Regions from separate parts of the Mus musculus genome. Here region 1 is linked to region 2. The links are chromatin contacts, called in public targeted proximity ligation maps. All regions are on one chromosome and are shown on one strand. The core of a region is the stretch at or near the end of the contact, and the rest is flanking DNA. Distances in the headings are between cores, read along the strand shown.

What was found.
Region 1: a targeted proximity ligation map of pancreatic cancer cells shows a contact between it and region 2. A contact is called at or near these places in 4 of 130 datasets of targeted methods (embryonic basal ganglia, embryonic hindbrain, neural tube and 1 more).

Annotation. Positions count from the first base shown.
Region 1 is chr19:24,613,334-24,620,034 of GRCm38.p6, reverse strand. No RefSeq gene overlaps it. Among named protein-coding and RNA genes, the nearest start is that of Tmem252, 57 kb to the left of the region's middle.
Region 2 is chr19:24,262,624-24,269,356 of GRCm38.p6, reverse strand. It overlaps Fxn (frataxin), which reads left to right. Exons shown (of 5, transcript NM_008044.3): 4 at 1,958-2,055. Among named protein-coding and RNA genes, the nearest start is that of Fxn, 15 kb to the left of the region's middle.

The DNA.
Region 1 (6,701 bases), core at 2,940-5,439, 350 kb before region 2:
ATGCTCACCGGGTCAATAGTGAAAAGAATGTTTTGGGGCTAAATAAGCACTATCCAGTTTGATCTGTGGTCTGCTCTGTGGGATGGGCTAGGTCTGCAAACCTGTTCAAAGCCTGTGGCTGGCAGGGTCCCAGGCCTGAGGGATGTACTGCCGATGTGTTGATAGATGGAAATGTAGCCAAATTGCCTCCCAGATGAGTGTGTTTACTCCTGTAGATAGTGCCACTGTCAGCTTCGACCAGAGACGCTTTTGTAGTGCAGAGAGCAACGAAGAATGCAGCCTCACAATGGTCAAAGTGCTGAGAATACATTGAGTGCTCAGCCCTGAACAAGACGTCTATGTCACACACACACACACACACACACACACACACACACACACACTACACTAAGGTTGGGAATGTGGCAGAACATGGAGAGGAAGATAGGGAAAGCATAAGAATGTGGAGAAGGAGTGCTATGAAACCCTCTCTTTCTGGGTGTAGTACGCCATCATAATTGTAAACACACAGCAACTACACCTACTGGCACAAGACCTACAACCCCACAAGAAGACACAGGCATTGGGGGTACTCGTTGGAAAGAAGAAAGAAATCCGCAAGAGTAGGAAGGAGTGAGATTGGGCAGTGGGGGTTGGATAAGATTACAACACATTCTTCATGCACATGTAGTTGTCAACAGTAAAAGACAATGGTGATGGGTTGTCCTGAAGAAGAGGAGACCGAGGAAGCAGGGTAGCTGAGGAGAAGTACCTGACCCCAGTACAGAGCAGCATTGGACAGGTTAGTAAAACTTAGATCTGTCCAGTAATGCATTCGTAGTGACATTAAATTCCCAAATAGGATTACTGCACAGTGTCTTTGTTCTACAGAGAAACTTGCCACGCTGGGAATCCCAATATCTGTGGTCTATCTATCTCCAGTCTCTTCAAGCAATAATGGAGCTGCTAAGCATCTCCACATACATGTACACACAAACAAATATATTAAAATGTGTTCATTGCTAAGTGTACGTACTCTGTAATGTTTTGGATTATACATATCATAATTACATCACAAAAGTTAAGAATAAAAAGGAAAGGCACAGCTATCCAACCTACACACAAGCAGGGGAGTGTCTAACCACTGAAAACCTATCCATTGTTTCTTTCTTAAGGTCAGGTGTTGTAAATGTATGTTTTCTAGCCTCTGAATCCCATCCCGATGAAATGTCAAAATAGGAAACAGGCTAAGTCCTAGCCTCCCGCTCTGAAGGCTCTTAGGAATGTTCAGTATCCGCTGTAAATTGAAAAGGTGGAATGTTTAGAGAGGAATTCGCTTCTTTTAAATCCAGGTACTCAAGTAGAAAGCTGCCTGCAGGCAATCCTGTGCCCTGGTCACTGTGGGCAGCTTCCAGGGCCAGCTGCCCTGCTGAGAAAAGCTGCAGTCTCATGCATAAGCCATTCACAAGGCAATACCTGCAGCCTTAGCAGGTCCCAACAGTCAGAACACTGCAGTGGGCTGAGGATACACCCCCTCGAGCTCTGCGCAATGCCCTCTGGAGCTTCAGTCTCTACAGCAATGGTTCTCAACCCTCCTAATGCTGTGGTCCTTTAATACAGTTGTGGTGACCCCCCAGCCATGAATCTATTCTGTTACTACTTTATAATTGTAATTTTGCTACTTTTATGAACTGTAATGGAAATATCTGTTTTCCAGTGGTCTCAGGTGACCCGTGTGGAAAGAGCGTTCAAGTCCCAAAGGGGTCTCAACCCACTGGTTGAGAACCACTGCTTTTCAACTTCCTAATTGGTTAGTCCAGTGGCTTCTGCTTGAACCATTGATGGCTAAAACTTGTCCGCCAGTGTATCCAGTTCTGAATAGCGGGAGTAACATGAGCACCTTGTCTCTTCAGACCCAGGCATTGGAAGGAAATGTGTTTCCTTTCCCCCAAGCATCTAGTACATTTTTAATGAAGAAAAAAATAAAAATAAATAAAAATATCAGAGCAAGCAAGATGTGGCAGGTGTTTGGAGTTCTAGATAACCAGAGAAGGTGGGTGAATCATCAAAGCATGAGAGCCTAGGCTGTTCGGGCAGCATAGCAAGATCTGTTTCACACACACACACACACACACACACACACACACACACACACTCACACACACACCCTGAAATTAACTTTAAGTATAGTGAGTAAAGCATTTCAGGCCTTCAGCAGAGCTTTCTCTATATAACGTCGTTTAGAAATCACAGAAATTTACGTTTGAAAGGCACTATGTTTATTACCTTCTGAGATACCTCCCTTTTGTAGCTATATTTTAAAAATAAACAATAAAACAGTAGGGCATGCACAGGAAGTATGTGCATAGGATTTCTTTATGTGCACCTAGACAGTATCAAAAGGAAAATGTCAAGGGTATTCATTCCTACACACTGGAACTAAGGGGCTGACTAAGGAAGTGTCTGCTTCCCACCTTACATATTTTGTTAATGTTTGAATATTTTTTTAGAAAATACTACAGGCTATTTTTTCAATGTTCAAAACATTTCTCTCACCAGACACGGTAGCCCACACCTTCAATTCCAGGTGCCCAAGTTAAGAACTGCCATTAGAGGTGTAGTGGTTTGGTCTGGGGCTGCTACACATTCAAATGCTAAATTCTGTACCCTAAGATCTGGTTTCCCCAACAAGGAGACCCTCATGGACACCACGTGATGCTATGTAAATCTCGTTCCCCAATTTGAAAGTATTGGTTAAATAAAACTGGTAACAGCCAATTACTGGAGGGAGTGTGGTATAGAGAGAGGTGAAGTTTCATGAGAGGAGATAAACCACAAGCATGTGGCCAGGTAACTCAAAACCTCTTATCTCTTACCCAACCATAGGCTTTAGCCTTTTATTGACCACTTAACTTGGGAAGCAAGGTTACATAGCATCACTCAGTGTAGATGGGAATCTCCTTGTCCCTGAGGATCTCTTTCTTGGGGACAACCAGATCTTGGGGTACAGAATTTAGCATCTGAATGTATAGCAGCCCCAGACCAAACCCACTACTTAGAGGCACTCCTGTCTTCTGGCCGTGTCACAGTGCACAGCCTCCTATGAACACGCCAGCTGCTCCTGTTGTTAGAGGCAGGAGCCACATAGATATTCCTGTGTGCTCAGAATTCTGAGGCAGGTCAATCTCTGAGTTTGAGATCAGCTTGGTCTTCATAGGGAGTTCCACGCTAGTCAGAACTAGATAGTAAGACTCTGCCTCAATTTTTTTTTTCCTTTGCCCTAAATGATTGAACAAAAGAGAGAAGTCACATACACGGGTAACATGTGAGGGCCTGCACCCTGGACAGCCTAGGGTACGTCCACTCCTTGTGCACAACAAGAAATCACTACCCCATGCCAGCCCTTCAGTTCCCCACACTTTCCTCCCTGCTAAATGTTTCTATTTCTTTCTTCTGTGTCTTAGTTGGCAGGAGGCCAAGGAGACATATATTAACAATAAAAAGGGAAGCCAGGGCTATCCAACCAATACATGATCCGAGGAGTGTCTAAACACTGAAGGCCTAGCTATTGTCTCCTTCTTAAGGTCAGATATTGCAATGTTATCTTTTCTAGTCTCTAAATCCCATCTTGATGAAATGTCAAAATAGGAAACAGGCTAGGCCTCTGACACCTGCTCCTGACACCCCGCCGCTCTCCACTGAAGCAGAGTGATGCCCCAGCTTAAAGAGAAGTCCAACCAAACGCAACAGTGGCACCCAGCCGAGTGTTCAGTGGTCACAAACCATGGGCACCTGTAGCGCCTGGCCCAGCATTTGAGGGTGCTCTACTGAAGGACTTCTTCAGGAACAGGCAAAAGCAGGCCAGCAGGCTATCCACTGGGCTCTTGTCAGAACTCAGGTGTGTTCTCACAACATTTGGCAAACCTGGCTGACTCATCAGTGATCAGCCAGGGCAAGGATGACAAGGGCGTCATGTGATGTCCCAACTGGGAAAAGCCTGTGTCATGCCTTGAAGATTCTAGTTCGCTATTTATAGTGAGGGTGACTGTGTCTGCTCACTCATTCACCACATCCTTTGTCCTTGTGTACTTATTAATAATGTCCCCTCTTAAATGTGCCCCCCCATTGGGATGACACAGAGCATCGTCATCCCTAGTAGTTCCATTTCTCATTGCTGTCCCAGAAGACCTTACAGAAGCAGTTGTTCTGTAAGGGAGGAGAGGTTGATTTTGACTGACAGTTTAAAGGGGGCGGGACAGTCAGTCGTGGCTGGATCTGTGGCAGTATCTTGTGGCTGGGCTTCTTTGTATCTTAGCAGATCAGGAAGCAGAAAGGGTGGGCCGGAAGCAGAGAGCTTGGGACAGAAGCACGGCTGGCCTTCAACCCTAAAGACCCATCATCCCTCCTGGTTATGTCAACCATCTCTGTCCTATGTCCCAAAGGTCCACAATTCCTGTACTGGCTGGTTTTGTGTGTCAACTTGGCACAAGCTGGAGTTACCACAGAGAAAGGAGCCTCTGTTGAGGAAATGCCTCCATGAGATCCAGCTGTAAGGCATTTTCTTAATTAGTGACCAAGAGGGGAGGGCTCATTGAGAGTGGTGCCATCCTTGGGCTGGTCGTCCTGGGTTCAATAAGAAGGCAAGCTGAGCAAGCCAGTGGAAGCAATCCAGTACACAGCATCCCTCCATTGCCTCCAAGTTCCTACCCTGTGTGAGGTCTAGTCCCGACTTCTTTTGGTGATGAACAGCAATGTGGAAGTATAAGCTGAATAAACCCTTTCCTCCCCAACTTGCTTCTTGGTCATGATGTTTTGTGCCAGAATAGAAACCCTGACTAAGACACCTCCTAAAATGGCAGTGGACTGAGGATTTTAAACACCTTAGAGCCTGTGATGGACTTTCAACCATTCAAATCATAACATTATAAATCCATTAGCACCATCTTCACACAGATGTGTTCTTTATATCCAAAAAGGAATTTACCCTAGCTTCAGCAAAATCTAAAGCACTTCCAACCATTTCAGAACCAAAAGATGAGGCAGCTGCTAAAGTAGATTTTTTTTTCTCTCTGAAATCACCTAGCCATCTTTAAGGCGATCCCTAACATCTCGCTGGGAAGCCTTGAATTCCATTCCTTGAGCTGATTCCAACTGTTCCGTGAGGTTAAGAGCATAGCCATAGCATATTTTCTCTTCTCCATCCTATCAGTCTGCTTCTCCTAAAACTCCCTCCCCACCTCTCTCACTCAGGAAACTTTATTCTCCAGTCACTAGGAGAACTGAGGCTAAGGGTAAGAGCTTTGCGGTGCATTGGCAATAATCAAAACTAGAGTGAAGTGATCAGAAACATCCACTCTGCCACTTACCAGACTTGGAAATATTTCTCTACTCTATGCCCCAGTTGATGGTACTATTGATGATAGTCTTTCCCAGGGAGGCTAACAGCAGGTTTAAATGAGTTGGGAGGTAGCATCTTTTTGATATTTAGGCAATAGAAAGGCAAATTGACCCTGATTCTGTGGCTCTTTGCTGGAGTAAACAGAGGAAAGCACATACACAAGAGAGACATGGGTGGATCTGCTTGGCAGAGTTGACCACTGAATGTGCCTTGGTTTTGGAAACATAATCAAAGAACAGTGTTCTATCACCTGAGGTAAGCCACCCATTACAGACAATGGTCAACCATCCTTTCCTAGATGCATGCTCTGGACACCTGCCTGCCCTCTCTTTCTTCTTTGTAAACAGAGGCCAGAACAGACCAGCTTCGACCGCACCAGGAGTGAGTTTAATGGCTGCTCCTCTGAATGCTGCTCAACAGCACAGTGACCAAGAGGGAAATAAGGACACTCCTGACCACTGCCTCTTGCTCATTCCCATGGGACCCCAGAGCATTTCTCTGAGCATGCTACTGAAGAGCATTGCCTATGACTTCTTCAGCCAGTCTATCACCAATCATTTTATTGTTGTGGTGGTGGTGGTGGTGGTGGTTGTTGTCATCGTCGTCGTCATTGTCGCTATTATTAGTAACAAAGCAGATTGAATACTTGGAGGAGACAGAGATCTTTACTAGATTGGATCTATGAACAAAATACAAATTAGACTGAACAGTGTCTTTTTCTTTAATTCCAACTTTTCCACTTTCTTTAGCTGTCCTTCTAATCTAAATCTGATTCCTGGGAGTATAATGACTTTCACCTAATACTGTATGGGTCACACAGTCTTCTCTGCTGTTGACTCTGCCAAAGGAAAGAGGACATTGGCATTCTAATTACTGGTGGGGGATTCTGGAAAAACACCTTTTGGCTCTGAGCATATTTATCAGTGTTCTCCGCACTGATTGAAACCTGCCACTCAAGTCTTTGCACAGCCACCGGGAGCATTAAACGATGTTGATGCAGGGACTTCAAACACGAACGTGAAATTTTGATCAGATGCCTGAGGATGCCAAGCAGGTGGCATCAGTGTGTCATCTGAATCGTGTGTCGCACACTAGAGAATAGTGGTGGCTGGGCAAAGACATTCAAAGACAACCGTTTTTTAAAAAGTGATTGTGGCAGAATGGAAAAGAAATGTCATTTTGTGTTAAACTGATCTCTTCATAAATTACTGAATCTTCATTGCATACACTAGCAAGATTTTACTAAAAGGACCCAGATATGGCTGTCTCTTATGAGACTATGCCGGGGCCTGGCAAACACAGAAGTGGATGCTCACAGTCAGCT
Region 2 (6,733 bases), core at 1,802-4,301:
ACCCCTGGCCTAAATAAAGAGAGATTAGTATGTCTGTAGAAGGTCTGTCTGGGTTTGTTCTGCCTGAATGCCCACATCTCCATCAGGAACTTTTGTGGGGTTGGTTTGTGTCGCTTGTTTTTGTCGTTGTTGTTGTTGTTGCTATCTTGTTTCATTTTTTGATAGGGTTTCACGTTGCCCAGGCTGGCCTCAACTAGGATGTAGCCAAGGATGGCCTTGAGTTTCTGATCTTCTACCACCTGAGCCCTGGGATTACGAAGCCTGACCCCTGTGGGGAGGGAACCCAGAGCCTTGTGTGTCATAGGCAAGGATTCTCCCAGGGGAGCCTCAGCATCAGACCTATCTCTTCCTTGGCAAACAGAGGCACAAATATTACAAGGTTGTTACCTTCCTGAATTACCTAATGAAACCCTATCTCAGAGAGAGAGAGAGAGAGAGAGAGAGAGAGAGAGAGAGAGAAGAGAGCACTACTGTCCCCTCCCGTGTCTATTGGTTACATTATTATCCATCCCAGCCTCTAGTTTATATAAATGGTTGGCTGTGTTTCTAAGAGTGTGCTGTGAGAATCCGTCCAAGTCTCCTGATTGGATTGGCCCTCTGCAGAGTGCACAGAAAGGCGGGGGTGCATCTGGGCAACAAGAGGCTCCCACCTGCTTTCCAGAAGCAATACCCGGCCCCTTTAAAGTGTGCTTAGTGCCTAGCCTTTGTTTCATATTCTGCATTCTAAGGAGACTAAAGCCCTCAGAGTGAAGGGCTCCTTTGTGGGGTGCTTTCAAATTTAAATGTTCATTTATTGGGTAAAAATGGACTGGCCAGTCTTTTGAGAGTGCAAGGCTTTTTAGAGGGAACTAAAGCTGTATGGAGTCTGGAGCACTCGCTGGATGTCTGGGAAGGGTCTGGAACTAACACAGGTAGGCCTGGGCCGCTCCGTCCGCTCTTCTAAGACAAACGAGAAAGGGCATGGATTACTTTCTTCTCCTTTTCTGTTTTGCGTTCTGTGGTGCAGCCTGCTGGCCTCAAACTCACCATCCCCCACCTTAGCCTCCCAAATCCTGACCTTACAGATTTTGCCACCACAATCACTTTCTTTCCGTGTTTTCGTGATGGACTCAGGTCTGACACTTGGACAGACGCTGTTAGAGTTTAGTCTGCGTTAGTACGTGTTGCGGTTGGCTAGCGGTCCTGTTTACCATGGCTGAGATCTCAGGCAAGACTTAACTTGTCTTGGCGACCACACAGGCAGAGAGAAAGCGCTATGAGCTTCAGGCATTCATCGTATGCTATTACGATTCATTCACTCGTGGTGGCTGCAGAGATGGCTCCGTGGTTAAACGCTTGCTACTTTATCATGAGAACCAGAGCCTGGATCCCAGCAGCCATATCACATCAGGTGGCTTATAGATGCCTGTAACTCCGGCCCTGCAGCTGTCCTGTGTGTCTCTGGCCTCTAAGGGCATTCATGCACATACACGTGAACAGAAACACGTGCATAAATAAACGTAAAACAAACCTCTGACCCTAAGAGTAACGTTCTTACCATACAAGCTCCTGTTTTTGAGCATTAAAGTTTGTTTGGTTTTGGTGCCAAGAATTGAACATGGGGTTTCCCAAAGCCAGAACACACTGCCAGTGGGCTGTATCCCCAGCCCCCTTTTCTTAATGGTGTCTGTTATATCCTTGGATACATGAAAGGCATTGAGATATGAGCATGTATATGAACGCGAGTGTGTATGTGCATACGTGTGTGTGTGTGTGTGTGTTTGTGTGTGTGTGTGTTTGTGTATCCAAACATAGGAGCTTGTATGGTAAAAACATTACTCTCAGGGTCAGAATGGGTCAGAAACGTATTTTATTTTTATTTATGTTTATATATTTACGTGTGTGTGTGTGTGTGTGTGTGTGTATCACAGTACTAACTAATCTATTTTTTCACACTTCCTGCCACCTGACCCCCTAGGATGGCGTGCTCACCATTAAGCTGGGCGGGGATCTAGGGACCTACGTGATCAACAAGCAGACCCCAAACAAGCAAATCTGGCTGTCTTCTCCTTCCAGGTATGTTCAGAAGTCAAAATCCATAAGGGGTAAACTCATCTGGAATGCGGTGTTGGGGACCGTTTGAGAGGGAGTCAGTCACTGGCTTTGCCGTGACTTTACGGCTGTCTGCCTCGGCAGGGAGGCTGGCTTGTAGTTGAACCCTTCTCCTCATTGATACCCGGGTTGCTATGCAACTCAGGCATCAGGATGTTGACAAGACCTGAAGCAGAAGGAACTGTTCAGAGCCTGGCCCAGACTGGTTTTCTCCAGTATATCATTCCCCAGAAGAGAAAAACCACTGGCTTGCCTTTGAAAATGATACTTTTGCCAGACACAGTCTTAACATAGCTATAGTCCCAGCACTCAAGAAGTAGAGGCAAGAATTCAAGGCCTGCCTTGGCTACATAGCCAGTTCAAAGGCTAGTCTGAGCTATCATGTAAGACCCTATAGCAAAAGCAAATAAGCAAATCTGGTCCATATAGTGCGTTCCAGGATAGCCAGGGCTATCCATAAGCCACTTTTGTTAGGTACAGTGGCACATACCTGCGATTAAAAATAATAATCATTCATTCATTCATTCATTCATTAAAAAGCTACTTTGAGGGAACTAGAGAGATGGCTCAGTTTGCTCTAGAAATCCTGAGTTCATTTCCCAGCAGCTACTTAGTGGCTCACAACCATCTCTGATGGGATCTGATGCCCTCTTCTGGTCTGTCTGAAGAGAGCGATAGTGTACTCACATACATACAATAAATAAATAGATCTTTAAAAAAAAAAAAAGCTACTTTGAAGGCTGAGGGCATATCTCAGTGGGAGAGTGCTTATCCAGTAATCTATAAGCCCTGGATTCAGTTTCCAAAATGGAAAGGTAGGAAGGAGAAAGAGGGAGGAATTTTTTATATTGTAGTATCTGAGAAAACTTGCACTTTGTCCTCAAAGTAAGTTAAACTTTAACTCCTGGCCTACTTTGAAGGTCTCTGTAACTCTGCTGGCAGAGCTGGGCTCTGACTCTGTCACAACGGGACGGGACGGTGATTTTTATCAGCAGCCCCAGGGCCCCCAGCCTCATGCCTGCCTGCCCCGTGGCAATGCCTGCAGTTGAAGGAGCAGCAGGATGCACTGCAGTCAGACCCTGTCTCAGAACTAAGGACTTACTGATAAGTATACAGCTGCTGCCTCAGTGGTCTGGGAACAGCCTAGCGATGCCCACAGGGAGCCTTCACACTAACCTCCCTGAGGCTCAACAGCAGTACTGAAGGAGACATTTTGAAGGAGCCGTGGGAAATCTCAGCTAGAAGCAGTGTGGAATTCTTTGGAAGCCTAATGGTATTGGCAGTTTTTAAAAGGTGCCAAGGTGTGGCTCAGTGGCAAAGAACTTGCCTAGCATGTGAGAGAAGGCCCTGGGTTGGAATACCACCACAACAAACACACAGCAAACAAAATGGTTACCACTCAGGCTGGAGAGATGGCTTAAGAGCCCTTCTGCTCCAGCACAAGGGCTAGAGTTCAAATCCTGGCATCCGTGTCAGGGTAGTCACTTACAAGAAACTCCAAGGAAACTCTTTTTAAACCCGTAATTGGAGCTGGAGAGATGGCTCAGTGGTTAAGAGCACTCACCAACTCCTCTTCCAGAGGACCCAGGTTCAATTCCCAGCACCCACATAGCACCTCACAACTATCTGTAATTCCAGGTCCAGGAGATCTGACACCCTCACACAGATAAATATGCAAACAAAACACCAATGCATATAAAACAAATACATTTAAAACCTGTAATTTTAGGTGCTAGAGAGATGGCTGAGTGGTTAAGAGCGCTGACTGCACTTCCAAAGGTCCTGAGGTCAATCCCCAGCAACCACATGGTGGCCCACGACCATCTATAAAGGGATCTGATGCCCTCCTCTGGTCTGCAGGTATACTTGCAGACAGAGCACTCATATATCAAAACAACATAAAAGCAGTTAATTTAAAAACCAGATTATCTGTTTTAAAAACTAATGTATATGAGAGGCTTGGGGGGGCGTCTCATAAGTAACCCCGCTTCATCACAATTACGTCATAAAGGGGGACGGGCCTTTATATGTCTGTGGGTGTGGATATGGATGTGGTTGAGTGTCCATACCTACAGTAGCCAGCAGAGGGAGCCAGATCTTCTGGAGCTGTAGTCACAAGCAGTTGTAAGCAGCCCAGGGTAGTGAAAGACATCAAACCAGTCCTGCGGAAGAGCAGCAAGCGTCCTTAACCACTGAGCCCTCTCTCCATCACCCCGGAAGTAATATCATATTTATCCAGACTGTCTTTCACAGGGCCATGATTATAACTTCTTATTTCAGAAGAAAACCTTTGAGGTCCTGTGGAGACAGAATTTCCTGGCCCCCTTGCCATAGAATGTGGGGGACGCCTGGGCCCCAGAATCTGGGCGCAGAACCCTGGACAATGTGGAGGGGTCTTGAGTTGTTCCAACTCTACCTGAGAGCAGGGCTGTGGTGCAGGATCAAAGAACATTCTTTGGTTTCTCCTGGTTTTGTTTTGCTTTCATGTGACCGGGGTACTTTGTGTTCAGAGAGGTTTCTGCTCTTGTAACGGAAGCCCTGCCTGTCCATTTGCCCTTTTCTCTGTATGTCCAGCATTTGATTGGCAGTATTAAAAGCCCTCGTGTATCTATACCTACACAAGATACTTCCCATCTCTTCCCTCTACCCTGCCTTCCCACCACACCTCAGTCTCCTCATGGTTTTGTGATGCTGGAGATCTAACAATGCGGTCACCACGCTGGGACCGCTCAAGCACTGTGCTGCTAAGCTGTGTCCCCACTCTTCTAGTGTGGGGTTCTTCGAAAGTTCCCTCGAGTGTTCTCAGTGGTGAACTCTCAGGGTTCATTGTCTGTTACTGTGTCCACTGTTCTCCAGGCCATGAGGAGCTAGAACGTGAGACAAGGGTCTTATACATCTGGAATAACAAATCATGGCCAACACCAGCTACCGATTTGTCCGCAGTACCGTGTATTAGTCAGCTTCACATCGCTACCCTGAATACCTGAGACAAGTTACCGATAAAAGGGAAAGGTTTCTTTATCTCGTGGTTTTCAAGGTTCAGGGTCCAAGACTGAGGAATGCAAGGGACGGCTACTTTAGCCTCTTATACAATGGTGTACCCTGATGGGAGAATGTGTAGGAACAATGTCCCATCTTAGGATGGGAAGCAGAGAAAGATCAGACAGGTCCCCCATTTCCTTTTGTGGACACATCGCAATGACCCCAGGAAGTCACTCCTCTTAAAGGTAGCAAAAGGAGGTAGTATAAAACCGCATCCCAAATGCTTTCTCCTCTCACCTGAAGAGTGGGGTAGATGCAGCAACAGAACGGGAAGGAAGGGGACACACTGATAGAGCTCTCAATTTCACAGCTTTAATTTTCAATAAAGAAAACTACTTTTAGCTAGAAATTATGGAGCAAGCCAGTAATCCCAACACTTGAGCGATAAAGGCAAGAAAATCAAGAGTTCAGGGTTATCCTTGGCTATAGAAGGAATTGGAGGCTAGCTGAGGCTATGGGAGACCCTGTCGAAAGAAGAAAGTTTTGTTTTGTTGGTTTTTTGAGGCAGGGTCTTAACTTGTGTGCTGGCTGGTTTTGTGTGTCAACTTGACACAGGCTGGAGTTATCACAGAGAAAGGAGCCTTCCTTGAGGAAATGCCTCCATGAGATCCAGCTGTGAGGCATTTTCTCAATTAGTGATCAAGGGGGAAGGGCCTAGCCCATTGTGGTTGGTGCCATCCCTGGGATGGTAGTCTTGGGTTCTGTAAGAGAGCAGGCTGAGCAAACCAGGGGAAGCAAGCCAGTAAAGAACATCCCTCCATGGCCTCTGCATCAGCTTCTGCTTCCTGACCTGCTTGAGTTCCAGTCCTGACTTCCTTTGGTGATGAACAGCAGTATGGAAGTGTAAGCTGAATAAACCCTTTCCTCCCCAACTTGCTTTTTGGTCATGATGTTTGTGCAGGAATACAAACCCTCACTAAGACACCTTGGATCCCTGGCTGGCTTGGAATTTGCTGGAGAGACCAAGCCAGCTTCTGTCCACTAATCGCTGGAATTAAAGGCCTGTACCACCATGCCCAGCAAAGTTTTTAATAATAGCACAGGTGGTAGCCAAGGCTGGAAGAGGCAAGGTAGCTGATTAGTAGGTATTAGGGCTTCTTTCAGGGTAATAGGGGTGTTTCGGATGTAGACAGAGTTAGTGGCGACACAGTAGTGTAGGTTGGGCATTGATCAGCACATCCGTGGTACAAAATTAGCATCACTTCCCAAACCTGGCTGTAAGATAGCATCTGTCCTAGGAAAAAAAGCGATGGAATGAATGTGCTGCAGAGAGTTTCACGGGGGCGGGGCTGTGGAGTGTTCCAGAGGACAGACTGCACAGTCAGTCGCCCTCAGGAAGGTGCTGAGGAAAGCAAAGGCTCGCCTCACTGCGTGTCACGCAAAGCCGCACTTGGTCTCTGGGTACCGGCAGCTCTGGATTCCGTTAGCTCTTCACTGAAAGGAGGAGGCATTTGTTTTTGGTTCACGGTGTCAGAGACTTTAGTTGCCGTTGCCTTTGGGCCTACAGTGAGACAGACCATGGCCAGGGAGATTTGATGGAGGGAAACAGGACGGACTCCCCATCGCCCATCCAAGGCACACTGCCAGTGACCTAACACAC